Linked DNA regions of Cricetulus griseus: region 2 is linked to region 1. A link is a contact called in public Hi-C data. All regions are on one chromosome and are shown on one strand. Each heading gives the region's core, a stretch centred on a gene start, on an enhancer-like site or on the middle of the called end of the contact. The rest is flanking DNA. Distances are from core to core; before and after follow the strand shown. Region 1 has its middle 52 kb from the start of Abhd2. Region 2 holds the start of Mfge8 (lactadherin).

What was found. Hi-C and Micro-C count contacts between places; a contact is called where the count stands out from the background.
Region 2: a contact with region 1 is called in a Hi-C map of fibroblasts, with 4 times the contacts expected there. The contact joins the promoter of Mfge8 here to the enhancer-like site in region 1. A contact is called at or near these places in 6 of 8 Hi-C or Micro-C datasets (the CHK-Q cell line, the CHL-YN cell line, the CHO-K1 cell line and 2 more).

The regions. Positions count from the first base shown.
Region 1 is chr3:118,388,568-118,395,094 of CriGri-PICRH-1.0, forward strand. No RefSeq gene overlaps it. Among named protein-coding and RNA genes, the nearest start is that of Abhd2, 52 kb to the left of the region's middle. Within about 2 kb of position 2,899, at least 2 of the 6 cell types and tissues checked have open chromatin away from gene starts, as enhancers often do. A contact at or near this core is called in the CHO-K1 cell line and fibroblasts, where this site is marked.
Region 2 is chr3:118,454,984-118,462,264 of CriGri-PICRH-1.0, forward strand. Mfge8 (lactadherin) reads left to right here and starts at 3,742. Exons shown (of 9, transcript XM_027408186.2): 1 at 3,742-3,897; 2 at 6,939-7,061. The coding sequence starts at 3,825.

The DNA.
Region 1 (6,527 bases), core at 1,649-4,148:
GAAAATGTGTATCCTCCAACTTTATTTTTCTTACCAAAAATTATTTCAGCTATTTTAGTTTCTTTGCAAGGGAATTCGAATTTTCAGGTCTGTTTGTCACGTTTTATAAAGCAGGAGATTGGAGTCCTGCTAGGTGTAAGGTTTGACTGTGCCCACAAAGTGCTCATGTGCTGGAAGCTTTTCAATGTGGTGTTCAGTGGGGATTTCTAAGAGCCCCAGGCGACTTCACTTTAATGGTTGAATTCACACTGGTCTTGTGAAGTGGACTGGGCTTTAGTCCCCTCAAGCTCAGGCTGTCATAAGTGAGGCCACTCTGCAGGTTTGGTCTCTTCCAGTCTGCTTCTTTCCTATCTTGTGATGCAACCAGGGTTCACTTACCAGGTCTTTAGACCTTTCAACACCAGAGTTATAAGAAAAATAATCTTGACTTATAAAGTGCCCAGACACAGGTATTTTGTCATAGCAACACAAAATAAACTAAGGAATGTTGTATTGAACTTGAACATTCGTTTGAGTAGCATTGGCATCTTCAGAATGCAAGCCTTTGGGCTGGGGTAGAGCTCTGTTGGTAGAGAAGTACTTACTCAGTGTGCTGACATAAAACTGATCATGGTGGCATCCTCCTGTAATTCCAATGCTCAAGAGATGGAAACAGGAGGATTAGAAATTCAAGATCATCCATCCTCAACTATGTAAGGAGTTCCAGGCTCTCCTGGTCATAAATGACCAAGTTCCAAAACAAAACAAAAAGCAAAACAAAACAAAACAAAGCAGCAACTACCCATTACCACTACCACCACCACCACCACCATCACCACAGCAGAAACAAACTCCCCAGAGAAGTCTTCCAATCTATGAACAGAGGGCATCTTTCCATATACTTAGTTTTTTTTATAGCATATTAAGAAAAGTATTTGTTTATGTGAATTCCAGGGCTTGTATTCAGGTTGTTAAGCTTTGCAGCAGACACACTTGCTCACTGATCCACCTCCTGGCCCCTAAATCATTTTACATTTCTTTGTTACAAGTAATTTCTGGATTGGGACTGAGTGGGAGACAAAGATCCACATGCCAGCCTGGGGCTCTCTGACCCAGGCAGGAGGAGACAACACAGTCCTATCCAGAGCAAATACAGGGTGGGGTGTTGAAGAGAGACAGACAGACAGGCAGGCAGGCAGGCAGGCAAGCATGTTCATCTTCTGTGGAGGGAGGCAGATCTGAAGAGGTGGAGGTGGTGAGGAGTAGACTGAGGTAGGTGGTCTGCTTGCCACACAGGGCCATAGTGATGTCTGGCCCTGGGCTGCTGCCAAGGGCCATGTCTGCACCTGTGGCCCTGCTGCAACTGTGTTGATGTCCATGACTCCTGTTACCACTGAAAACTGAGAGGCTAGGGCTGCACAGAGTTGGCCCTGCACCTTCCTGGCTGAAACACTATGGAGAGAGGGTCCTGCACTTCGCCTGGGCAGCACGACAGAGCTTACCCTGTCAGCAGGTGAGAAAACTGGTCCTGCCTCCCTTGTCTGCCATGTGGTGGAAAGAGTGAGGGAAAGATGCTCTCCCCTGCCTCACCCCTAGCCATCTGCTGCAGGTGAGAGAACTGACCCAGTCCCTTACCAGGGGCAGCACTAGGAAGAGCAGGCCTTGCAGTGGAGCTGACCCTGTTGACACGGGCACAGGTGAGCTAGCCTGAGAATGTGAGCATGAGAGATCTGGCCCTGCCCCTCATCTGCCATATGGCAGCAAGGGCAAGGGGGAGATGCCCTCCACTGCTTCCCCCTACCACTTACCACTTGTGCAGGTGGGAGAGCTGGCCCTAAGATCATGAGAACCTGTGAACTGGCCTGGTACCTCATGGGTTGCAGCAAAGCAGGCCCTGCACCTCTCCTGAGCAACACCGTAATGCTGATCCTGCTGGCGGGTTTCCCGGTGAGAGGCCTGAGGGTGTGAGGGTAGGAGAGCTGGCCCCACTAGTGTCATGCTACAGTGCGGCTGAGGAAGAGATGCCCCCTTCCCCACCCCTTACTCCTGGATGCCTTTGGCAGCTAGGAGAGCTGGCCACTGAGTCATGAGAGTGGAAGAGGTGGCCCTGCCCTTCCCCACTGTAGCACTAGGGAGAGCAGGCTCTGCACCTTGCCTGGGCATCACAGTAGTGCTGATCCGACTAGCAGGGACACGGGTGATCCTACCCTGAGGTCATGAGAATGGGAGATCTAGCCCCATTCCCCTCATCTGCCACATGGTAGTGAGAGTGAGGGAGAGGTGGCCCAACTGTGGGCAGGCTCCACACCTTGCCTGGGCAGTGCGGTAGAGCTGACCAGGCAATAGGGGTGTGGGCGAGCCAGCCCTGAGAATGTGAGTGCGAAAGATCTGACCCTGCAGCTCATCTGGCATACTGGTGTGAGTGAGGGGGAGATCCCCCCAACCCCACCCCTCACTGCCTGTGGCAGGTGGGAGAGCCAGCCCTGACTCTCACCAGCAGCAACACTGGGTAGATTGGTCCCTGCACTTTACCTGGGCAACACAGCAGAGCTGGCCCTGGTGGTATAGGTGTAGGTGAGCTGGCCCTGAGGGTGTGAGAGCAGGAGAACCAGCCTTGCCCTTTGCTGCTCACTGCATAGGGTGAGCTAGCCCGGGAGGTACTGAGGAGCTGACCCTAGTGTTACCAATAAGGGAGAGCTGACCCACTCAGCAGCCACCGAGGCTCAGACCAGGGCTATGAGTTGGCCCATCCCAACATCCAACCCATCTGTGATGTGCTGGAGCATGTGAAGGGACCTGTTCTGCAGATCCAAAGTTGCTAAATCTGACACAGGACAACAACAGATGTCCTAGAGGAGTCCCAGTAAGGGCCCAGTGTTTATAGTGTAACAGAAACCAGAGGCCTCAAACCAAACCAATGACTCATTGCAATGAACACTTGCAAGCAAAGATGTATGGACCAGAGGGCACACTGAGTGACTCATTGTGTCACACCACAGCTTCCAAGACAAGACTTTTCTTTTTTTTGGGGGGGGGCATTTCGAGACAGGGTTTCTCTGTAGCTTTGGAGGCTGTCCTGGAACTTGCTCTGTAGACCAGGGTGACCTTGAACTCACAGAGATCCGCCTGCCTCTGCTTCTGGAGTGCTGGGATTAAAGGCGTGCGCCACCACCGCCCGTCAACAAGACTTTTCTTTTAAATTTTATTGTGTTTTATCTTGGTGGGAGAGGTTGCAAGGGCAGAGGGCAGATGCAAAAGAGATGAGTGATATCAAGATGCATAATATGAGATCCTCAAAGCATCAATAAAAAGCTTTTTAAAAAAGTAATTTCTGATGCCCCGGCCGTCTCTCCAGCCCCCAGGGGATATGTTCTTCTATTACTTCCTAATGTCTCTTCTTGCTCTTTTCTCTGCAGCTTCCAGATGGACTGCTGTTCTTGTCTTTGTGTATGTTTGTTTGTAGCACAAAGTCTGAGCCATTGTATATGCTCATCAAGTCCCTTAGCATTGAGCTACCCCATTCATCAAGTCCCTTACTGAGAGACCACTGGAGGCTCAGGCCCCCAGGATCTTGGCCCAGGACAGCAGTGACTCCAATCACCAGGTGGAGACAAAAGCTTGATGCAAACAGCAAGAGGTTTTATTGCAGTTGTTTAACAAGCTAACCTCATGTTAGCTCGGGCCTTTCATCCATCCACCATGGGGATGGCTAGGAAAGACGGCAAGAAACCACGGGACAGAGATCTTATAGGGTAGCATAAGGGGAGTGTCTAGGGGTACGCACAGGCTCAGGATTGGTGTGCCTCCAGGCTTGGAGGACTTGTCCTGTGTTGATTGACCAACTGGTTGTTATGACACATAGGCCCTCCCAGGGCGATTGCTATGCTCTGCACGTCATTGCTATGCGCTTGTCCATAAAGCACACCCAGAGCTGTAAAGCATAGCACCACCAGCTAATTTCTGATTGGCTCCTTACCATGAGGCAGGCATCTGACCTCCTAGTGACCAAGGCATGATCAGGCAAGCACATGTTAGGCTGTTATGGATGCTGAAATGGGGAGCTGGTCCCTTCATTACCACTGAGATACCCCAATAGCTATTTTCTTCTTTTTGGTGCCTGTTCCCTGGCTACTCCTTTGAGTATTGGAACTTTCTCAGCCTCCTGCCTGAAACCACTCTCCTCATTCAACTCTTCCTCTTGGGAGACCAGGCTAAAATTCCAGCTTCTCCCCTACCATTGTTCCAAAGCATGACTTCATGACTTTCCTTTAGATTTCATAGTCTTCAAATTTTTGTTTCTGTCTCTTCAGGCTGAACACATGGTGTCTTGCAGATCCACAAGATACATTCAACATTCAACCAAAATCACTTCTGCCTCCCTTCACCACCTACCTCTAGTCCTGTGTCAGCAACTGACTGTACCACCAGCAGTCTGTACCCCTACCCCACCCCACCCCGCCCCAAGAGACCCCTGAACCTGCCCCTGTTCCACAGCAGAGGTTCTTCGGCTTTCTGTCCCACTCTTTTCCGTCCTCCCCCATAGCACTCCCCTTGGTCTTTGTGATCCTCACTCAGTAGAAGTGAGTGAAAAGGGAAGGAGGGAGGGAGGGGGAGTGGGAGGAGGGAAGGAGGGGAGAAAAGAATAGAAGGTAAGAGACAGGTAGGTCTAGGGAGGGAAAAACCAACAGTAAGTAGGCTGAGGATATAGCTCAGTGGAGTGTTTGCCTGCCAGGCATGAGGTCCTGGGTCTTATCTCTAGCCTTTCATAAAACTGGGTGGGCAGAGGCAGGCAGATCTCTGTGAGTTAGAGACCATCCTGGTCTACAAGAGCTAGTTCCAGGACAGCCTCTAAAGCCACAGAGAAACCCTGTCTCGAAAAAAAACAAAAACAACAACAACAAAAAAAAAAACAAAACTGGGTGGGCATGATGGCACAGGCCTCTAACTGCAGCATTTAAGAGGCAGATGCAGGTGGTTTCAAGGCCATCTCTGGCTACATGGTGAGTTTGGGAGCCAACCTAGGACACATGAGTTATTTATCTCAAAACAATAAGTAACTTTCTGGGATGGTGTACAGATTTGGAAGTTATAGCCACACTGGTCTTGAAGAGGAAACACAGCCAGGGATGCATATTGAAGACAGTACAGAGGTGGGGAAAGGAGGGGCCGTCAGATCACTCAGTATATGGCTCCTTAGTCCCAGCTGGTGGAACGCTTCCACCTGTTCAAGGCTCCCACCCTGGCATGCATGTTCTTTATGTATGAAGACAGTTCAGACCTGGGAATGCAAACTCTTGCATTCTTTCTGCAGAGTTGGAGGAGGTGCAGGGTGGCAGAGGTAGGGGAACATTCACTAGGGAATGACTAACATGGTTGTAATGTGTAAGACAAGTCAGTGGGCCAGAACCTCAGACAGGAGTTGGCACTACAGTCTTAAGGGAGAATTCTGACCTCCCCAGGAGACTTGAGTTTTAGGTGTTAAAACCTTGAGAGTGATTACAGCTGTTAACCACATCTCCGAAGCAACATTTACACGAGTGATTAAATCACTGTGTTATTCAACGCTATAATACTGTACCATTACTTCCCTAGTCTAACCAAACTGTCACGAAACTAACCACCATCCTACAGAAGGCAAGGAACAGACGAGCCCAGTGTGGGATTTGGATTCTGTGCTATTTCTATTCCAAGGAAGTAACCAATCCCATAGAAGAGGAAATAGCAGTGCCCTTGTGACTTACCATCTCAGAATTTGAACTGTTTCCTGAGATTTAGCAGCTGTTTGAGCCCTGTTGGAACTGGGTTCAGATTTCTCTATATCTGGTGATTTCATGATCTAACAAATAGCAGAATTAGGGATTCAGAATTTATTTGTGATCTTTAAACTTCAACCTGAATCTGAAAGGACAGGCATATGGGGAAGTCATGATATTATTTGGGAGTGACAGTGGTATATCAGTCAGCTCCCACTGGGTTAATATGCAGTAACAAGCAATTGAAGAGGCTTGGACCAAAGATGGCTTGTTTCTCATTTGCATTATGTTTGTGGCTGTGGCTCTGCTGCCTGTGACCACTCATCTAGGACCCAAATTGAAAGGGAAGTGCCAGGGACAACTGTGCTCCTAGACAGAAATGGCAAGACAGCCAAGAGAAACATGAAATGGCATTTGTAGCCCAGAACTAGCCTAGTCACTTCTACCCATACTTTCTCTGCCACACTGCATTGTATGGCCAGGTCTGACCACCGGTGGAGAAGGTGTGCTGTGTCCTCTTCTAGGTACTACGAGTCTCGTGGATGCTAGAGATTACCCATTCACTTACAGGAAGAGGGTAGGTACCAAAACACCTGCTTCATACAGTCTCCCTGGTCTGTCTCCCTCATTCTCCTCTCCCTCCCTCCCTTCTCTTTGGTCATTTTAAAAAGAATTTTTAAAGATTATAATATAATTACATAATTCCCTACCTTCTCTTTCCTTACTCCAAATCCTTCCATGTACCCTCTTCCCTTGCTTTCTTTCCAATTCATGGTCTCTTTTTCTTTAATTGTT
Region 2 (7,281 bases), core at 2,492-4,991, 67 kb after region 1:
CTCCTCCTCCTCCTCCTCCTCCTCCTCTCTTCACCAGTTGAAGAGTTATTTTTGTGTCCCCAGTAAGGCATCTTATTTTTTTTAAGATTTTATTATGTATACAACATTCTGCTTCCATGTCTATCTGCACACCAGAAGAGGTCACCAGATTTTATAACAGATGGTTGTGAGCCACTATGTGGTTGCTGGGAACTGAACTCAGAACCTCTGGAAGATCAGCCGGTGCTCTTAACCTCTGAGCCATCTCTTCAGCCCCCCAGTAGGCATCTTTTTGATGGCTTTATGATAGCCACCCTGTAACCTTTTGTGCTCAGTACTGAACAGGGTTTGGACTTCCAGTCCTAAGCAGTCGGCATTGATGTTGAGTTCCTATTCTCTCTCTACTTTACATTTTCATGTTATTTTAAAGTTGCTTTAAATTTGCACTCAGCAAAATGCACTTTTTGTGTTCAGTTCTATGACTCCCCCCCCCTCATTTTCAGGGGATTATAATATAATCACATTTCTCCATTCCCTTTCCTCTCTCCAAACTCTCCCATATACCCCTCCTTGTTCTTTTTCAACATCATGGCCTCTTTTTTCATTACTTGCTGTTACATGCATGTTCGCGTGCATAACCCTAGCTATAACCTGCTCAGTCTGTATAATGTTATTCCCATGTATGTTTTCAGGGCTGATCATTTGGTACTGGGTAACCAGTTGCTGTGCTCTTCCCTGGAGATGACTCTCTCTCCCACTCCAGCATTCTTAGGGGCCTGTAGTTCTTTGTGTAGGGTTGAAGCCTCATGGGCTTTCCCCAGTCCTCTTTGGCACTATTAGTGTTGTCTTTATTCAGTTCATTGGTAGATAGTCATGTTGGTGAGATTTTATGGGTGTAGCTTCTGACATTACTAGGAGACACAATCCCACAGCAAACTCTCCACTCCTCTGGCTCTGACTGTACTGTGTCTTGTCATGTGTGTCATTCCCTGTTGCGTCCCATCCCCCGCTGTCTAAAATGTTCCTTGAACTTTAGGTGTGAGAATGTCTTATAGTTGTATCCATTAAGCCTGGGCTCCACAACTGCATTTTTTTTTAAAGATTTTATTTATTTATTTATTTATTTATTTATTATGTATATAATATTATTCTGCTTCCATGTATATCTGCACACCCGAAGAGGGCATCAGATCTCATTATGGATGGTTGTGAGCCACCATGTGGTTGCTGGGAATTGAACTCAGGACCTCTGGAAGAACAACTGGTGCTGTTAACCTCTGAGCCATCTCTCCAGCCCCACAACTGCATTTTAATTGGTTATGGTTTTCTGTAATGATCTCCATCTGTTGCAAAGAGAAGTTTCATTGATAAGGGAGGAAGTGTTGTTCTTTTGCTTAAGGTACGCACAAGTATGTGGAACAGGAAACCAGTCACATATAGATGAAAACAGGAACCATGAGACTCAACAAACCCATGTGGAATTTATTGGAGGAAGGGGTGAGGGGACCAAGGGGAGGGGGGCAGAAGCGGGGAGAGAGAGAGAGAGAAAGAGAGAGAGATAGAGAGAGAGAAAGAAGAGGGGGTGAAGGGAGAGAGGTGCTCACTTAAAAAAAGCTTGCACATGCATACTGAGTCCTTACACAGCCCGTAATTCGTGAAGTAGCCATGACGTGGCCACGAAAAATAGGGCCCTTTAAGCTGCCTAAGTATCTGCCTGAATGCTGGTATTTGTGTCCCACCCATTGTCAGGGGTGCCGTCAGCATAATGCTGATTCCAACAGGAAGACTACAGTAATCTGTGGGTATAAGGACAAATATTTAAAATACAATTGGGGGTTGTGCTGGTCTAGTAAAGCGGTAGCTGTAGGTTCTCCTCCAAGATCCATGACCTGACTAACACTGGGTAGTTGATTGTGTTTTCAGTACCAGGCATGGCTCCTCTCTTGTTGAGTGGGTCTTAAGTCCAGTTAGAGAGCTGTTGGTTTTCACTAAGGTATGAATGCCACTACGGCACCCGTAGGGTTACCATGCCATGCTGGTCATTGCTGTGGTTCATAGGCATCATAGCTAAGTAGGGCTGTTGGTTGCTTCTCTTCTTTTCAAGCTTGCATGATATACTTCTGATAGTCCTCAGGGAGGAGGGATTCAGGTTCCAGGTCATAAGCCTCTGAAGTACATGGTGTCTTCATCAAATAGAGACTTATCTTTCACCTCTGGGACTCACCCTCCCCTCCTTTTTGAGACAGGGTCTCATGAAGCCTAGGCTAACCTCAAACTTGTTATATAGCCAAGGATGGCCTTAAACTTCCGATCAACCTGCCCCACCTCCCAAGTGCTGGGGTTACAGATGTGCACCCACACACCAGGCTTCTTTGAGAACAGTTTTAAGAAGGGTGTCCTAACAGTAATACATCTCCGCCTAGATCTGTGTGCAGCTAGCATAAGAGCTGTGTGGCTGCTCTGTTTTCTACTTTACTACTCTGACTGGAATACTATTACTAAAATACTTAGGTATAAACTTTCTTAAATGTTATTGTATTATTGTCATCATCAATGTGTGCAGGTATGTGGGCACACATGTGCCATTACATGGGTGTGACAGTCAGAGGACAGCTTTATGGAGTTGGGCTCTCCGCTTCTATCTGCTTCCCCAAGGGTTTGTGGGGGACTGAACTGAGGTTGTCATATTTGCTTTATTCACTGAGCCATCTTCTCACCAGATATTTATCTTTATTTTTGAAACAGGGTCTCAACAGTACTCTGTTGCTCAGGGTAGCTGAGGGCTCACTGTGTAGTCCAAGCTAGCCTTGGACTTTCCAGTCCTCCTGTCTCAGCTTCCAGAGTGCTGGTATTATAGGCTTGAACCACCATACCCGGCCAAAATCCTAAAATATTTCCTGTTTGGAACTTTTACACGAGTTTGCCAATTCCTTTTTTCCTTTTGGTCTTTTCATGGTTTCTAAAGATGTTACAATGACAGTATAGTATCATTTTGCACACATGTGTTTCTAATGGGATGGGTGTCTCTGAGCATAGATCCTAGTCTTAAGGTGTTGCTGTTTTGCCATTTTCAAAGATATGACCAAATAAAGAAGCTGAGCTGGCTTCTACTCTGTCTAAGAGCACATGTCTCAACTTGTTGCCCCACAGCCTCCACAGTTAACAAATTGACACTTGCCAATCTGATAAAGGAAACACAGTACTCATTGTAGTCTGAATATGCTGTTCTCTGATTAAATGTAAGCATTAGCATTTTAAGTCTAAACAGCTTTTATTTAATTAATTAGATAACAAACAAACAAATACATTTTGGAAACAGGTCCCAGACTAACCTGAAATTCACTATGGAGCCCTCACTGACATCCAACTGGACCTGGTGTCTGATCCTACTTCCAAAATATTGAGACTACAAGCATGAGCCACCACCCCAGATTATTTTATTTTATTAATTTATCTTTGTTGGTTTGGAGATCGAATCCAGGGTCACCAGGATGCATAGGGACGCACTACTCCATCGTTGAGCTATCTTTTAAATTCCTCCTGAGCGATTTTTCCCCTGTCCAGTCTACTCAAGAAGCCTAGCTTGGCCTCTGGCTGAGAGCTGGCGGCCGGATGCAGGGCGTGGCTCGTAGGGGAGGCTGAGGCGCTAGACCCCCACTTCAGCCCTCCCTCTTCGCTCTGTGGTCTCGGAGCTCCGCCCAGAGCCCGCCTGGAGCTGGCCTGGGCGGAGCACGTGGGGGAGTGGGCGGAGCCGAGAGCCTGATTTATTCCCGTGCGAGAGGAGCGGACGCAGGAACCCGCGGGTCTCAGCATCTGTGCTTGTGTTCTTACCCGCGTCCCGCAGCATGCCGCTCTCCCGTGCGCTGGCCGTGCTATGCGGCGTGTTGCTTTGCGCCTCCGGCCTTTTCGCCGTGTCCGGTGAGTTCCCCGCGCCTCCCTTTGGGCCTCGCCCCTCTTCTGCTGGCCGCTCGGAAGTTCTCAGCGGCGCCCTCCCTCCACCCCTACTGTTGACAAACTTGAGCAAAGCCTGCGGGACTCTGTGGGAGAGGCGGACGTGCTCAGACTCTGCGTACTTTGCGCTGGGACCTTGGGACAGTGATAGTGGCTTGCGCACTGGGCGGTGACCCTGGACACCCGGTGACAGCCCTGCCTGCCCCAGGGATGTGACTTACACATAACAAAGGAATCCGCTGCGTTGTGCCTCTTTTTACCGCGTCTGTAGAATGAGGCCACCGAACTGTGTTTGCTCTCCAGTCCTTCCATTTGGGAGAGCCTAGGACTCTTGTATGGAAACTTATCCAACCAACGTTCCCCGAAACTCTTTCCCCAACCCTCCTGGCTAGAGAATCCAATGAACTTTCGCGCCCCACTTGTTCGTGTTTGATCAGATAAAAGGAGAAAGGACCCAGGAACCGGTGCGGAGAGACTGGGTTGTAGGTAGGGCTTGGTCAGGAACTTAGAAAAGGGCTTCCTCCCACTCCCACTGGCCTTGGCTGTCTGCTTAATCTTCCCTAGACCTCCTCCCCCGCTCTGAGGTCCCCGGTAGACATCTGGGCCTCTTGCAGGATGCTGCTGGGGAGTTCATCTAAAGAAAGTTGTGCCCACGTGGGGGTGGGGTGAGCTCAGGGGCTCTTCAAGCAGCCCCTCCATCGTTTTCTCATACAAACAGAACTGGCCGAGGCAGGAGAGACCACAGCTGGACCCAGCTCTGTTGTCTAGTACAGGATCTGACCTCGGGGGTGGAGCTGAAGGCACTGAGTGCCTCAAGCTTCCACGAGCTGGGAACTCCCGGTCCTACCTCTCAGCTGGAGGATGCTTGGATCTCCTCTGACCCTTTCCAGCCCTCCTTCCCATCCTCCCCACAACCTGCGCCCTGTCCAAATATCCTAGAGTACACTTCCCAGAGCAGAACCCTGATATCCCATAGGATTTGTAGAGGCACTAGGGTCTCCTGGTCTCACATGCAGGTGACCAGTCTCAGCCCGGACAGTTACCGCACTGGCCGCCTTCCACTTTGTTTTCTTCTCTGAACCCCTGGTTTGATCCCACGTGCAGCTGTAAGGAAGGCTGGAAGAAAGGCCTTTGTTGGGACTGGGTGCCTAGGCCTTGGCCATTTTGGAGCTTCCACGTGAAGCTGTGACTGTGCCCTTCCAGGTCAGAGGGGATTAACCTGCTATTTAAAGCCGGTGACTAATAGTTCTGCTGCAGCGCCTTTGGATCCCCAGGCCCTTGCTGAGGTGGAGCTATGTGGGCTGGTGCTCGTTAATGGTGTTGCCTGCCTCCAGCTGGGGAGCCCAAGCTCCCTTGGGCCTTGGATGGGTGACTGTGGGGAGAAGACATCTCGTAGGTATGATTCTAGTGCCAGGTTTGGGGTCCAGTCTAGTAGGATGCTAAGGTCCTGCTAAGGACCCTCTTAAGTACAGCAGACCTGGGGGCTGTTCAGTGGTTGGTGCCAGTGTCAGGGGACCCAGGACAGGTGGAAGTAAGGTGAGCTTCTGAGGCAGGATGCTCCCAGTCCCTTCCTGGATGTGGAGATGGGGAGGGTTTACCTGCTGCTTGAAGAACTGCTTATAGTCCTTCAGATTACAGGCCAGGTGAGCTCAGCCCCAGCCCACCCCACCCCTCCTCCTGTGTTCTCCATCCTGGTGGACAGTGTACATCTGTCACCTACGGCTCTCCAAAAACTCTGGTGTCCCTTCTAGCCTTCCCCCGACTTGTCAGTCCATGCTCCATGGGGTCTGTCAGATCCCCTAGCTTCTGTTCCCTTTGCTCTACTGTGCTTTCTCACCATTCAACCTGTGGGCTTCGTCTGCTGAGGCCAGACTACCTACTTACTATTCAGGGGCCTGTCAGCCTTCTTGTGGTGTTTTCAGCCTTCCTCCTTTTGAACTTGGATCTGTCTTTAGAGGTTGTGTGTGGGGTGGCAGACAGAGACAGACAGACAGAGAAGAGGAGAGAGTCAGAGACAGACAGACTTGTTAGCCAATTTTGGGGAGGCTTAAGGAAGTTTAAAAAGCTGTCTGCTGATGGCAGCGTACAGTCTAAACAAACCTGTCGCTCTTATCTTAACCCATGAGCCCGGCCTAAGTCTAGGCACATCTGAAATGACATGCCATGATCTCAGTGTATCTGCTTCTCTCTAGAATATTAGTTTCTCATTTGACAGCTCATCATCCTTCCCATTCATTCTGTCTTTAAAAAAATGTTTACATGGCCAGGCATTGGTGGCGCACGCCTTTAATCCCAGCACTCGGGAGGCAGAGGCAGAAGGACCTCTGTGAGTTGGAGACCAACCTGGTCTACAGAGTGAGTGCCAGGATAGGCTCCAAAGCTACACAGAGAAACCCTGTCTTGAAAACCAAAAAAAAAAAAAAAAAAGTTTACATTATTGTCCTAGTCTGTGTGTGAGCCCGAGTGTATTGTGTACCACTTGCATGCAGGAGCCCTTAGCTCTCGGAAGATGACATCAGTCCCCTGAAACACAAGTTATAGGTGATCGTAAGCCACCTGTAGGTGTTGGGAACCGAACCAGGGTTTTCTGCCAGAGCAGTAAGTGCTTTTAATCTCTCAGCCATCTCTCTAGCTCCCCGATTTAGTTTTTAAGATTTATTTTAAAAATAATGTACAGCTGTCCCTGTGTAGGTATGTGCATGTGAGTACAGGTGTCTGAGAAGGCTGCAGGTGTTGGATCCCCTGGAGCTGGAGTTAGAGGCAGATGTGAGCTACGTGTTGTGGGTGCTTGGATCTAAACCCCAGTTCTCCAGAAAATCAGCAATTAGCCTGAGCTATTCCTCTAGCCCGTGTTTTCCTTTTTTGGTAGTGCTGGGGATTGAACCCAGGGCTTTTCACATGCTGGTCCCCGGCTTCTTGAGGCTATCTCAGGAGTCCAGTGTGTACATGTGGTAGCTGAACTCCCAAGTGTTTACCAAGTGATCGTGTTTGGACTGTTGTTGTTGCAGGTGACTTCTGTGACTCCAGCTTGTGCCAGAATGGTGGGACCTGCCTGATAAGCCAAGACAATGATGTCTACTGCCTCTGTCCCGAGGGCTTCACAGGCCTTGTGTGCAGTGAGACTGAGAAAGGTACCTGCTCCCAGTGGCCTGCCTCCCCTGCCTCTTCCCAAGTGGGTAGCCCTTGTTCCAGTAGAAACTCCCAGCTACTTGGAAACACCGGGGCTGCCAGTATTTGAGCAAATTCATCTTCTTGGCAACTATCTTAGGTCCAGGATGATTGGGGTAGGGAAGAAAAGGGACTGATTTGGATAAATCAGATGAGGCTGGTCACATGCTGCTCTTTGGGCTG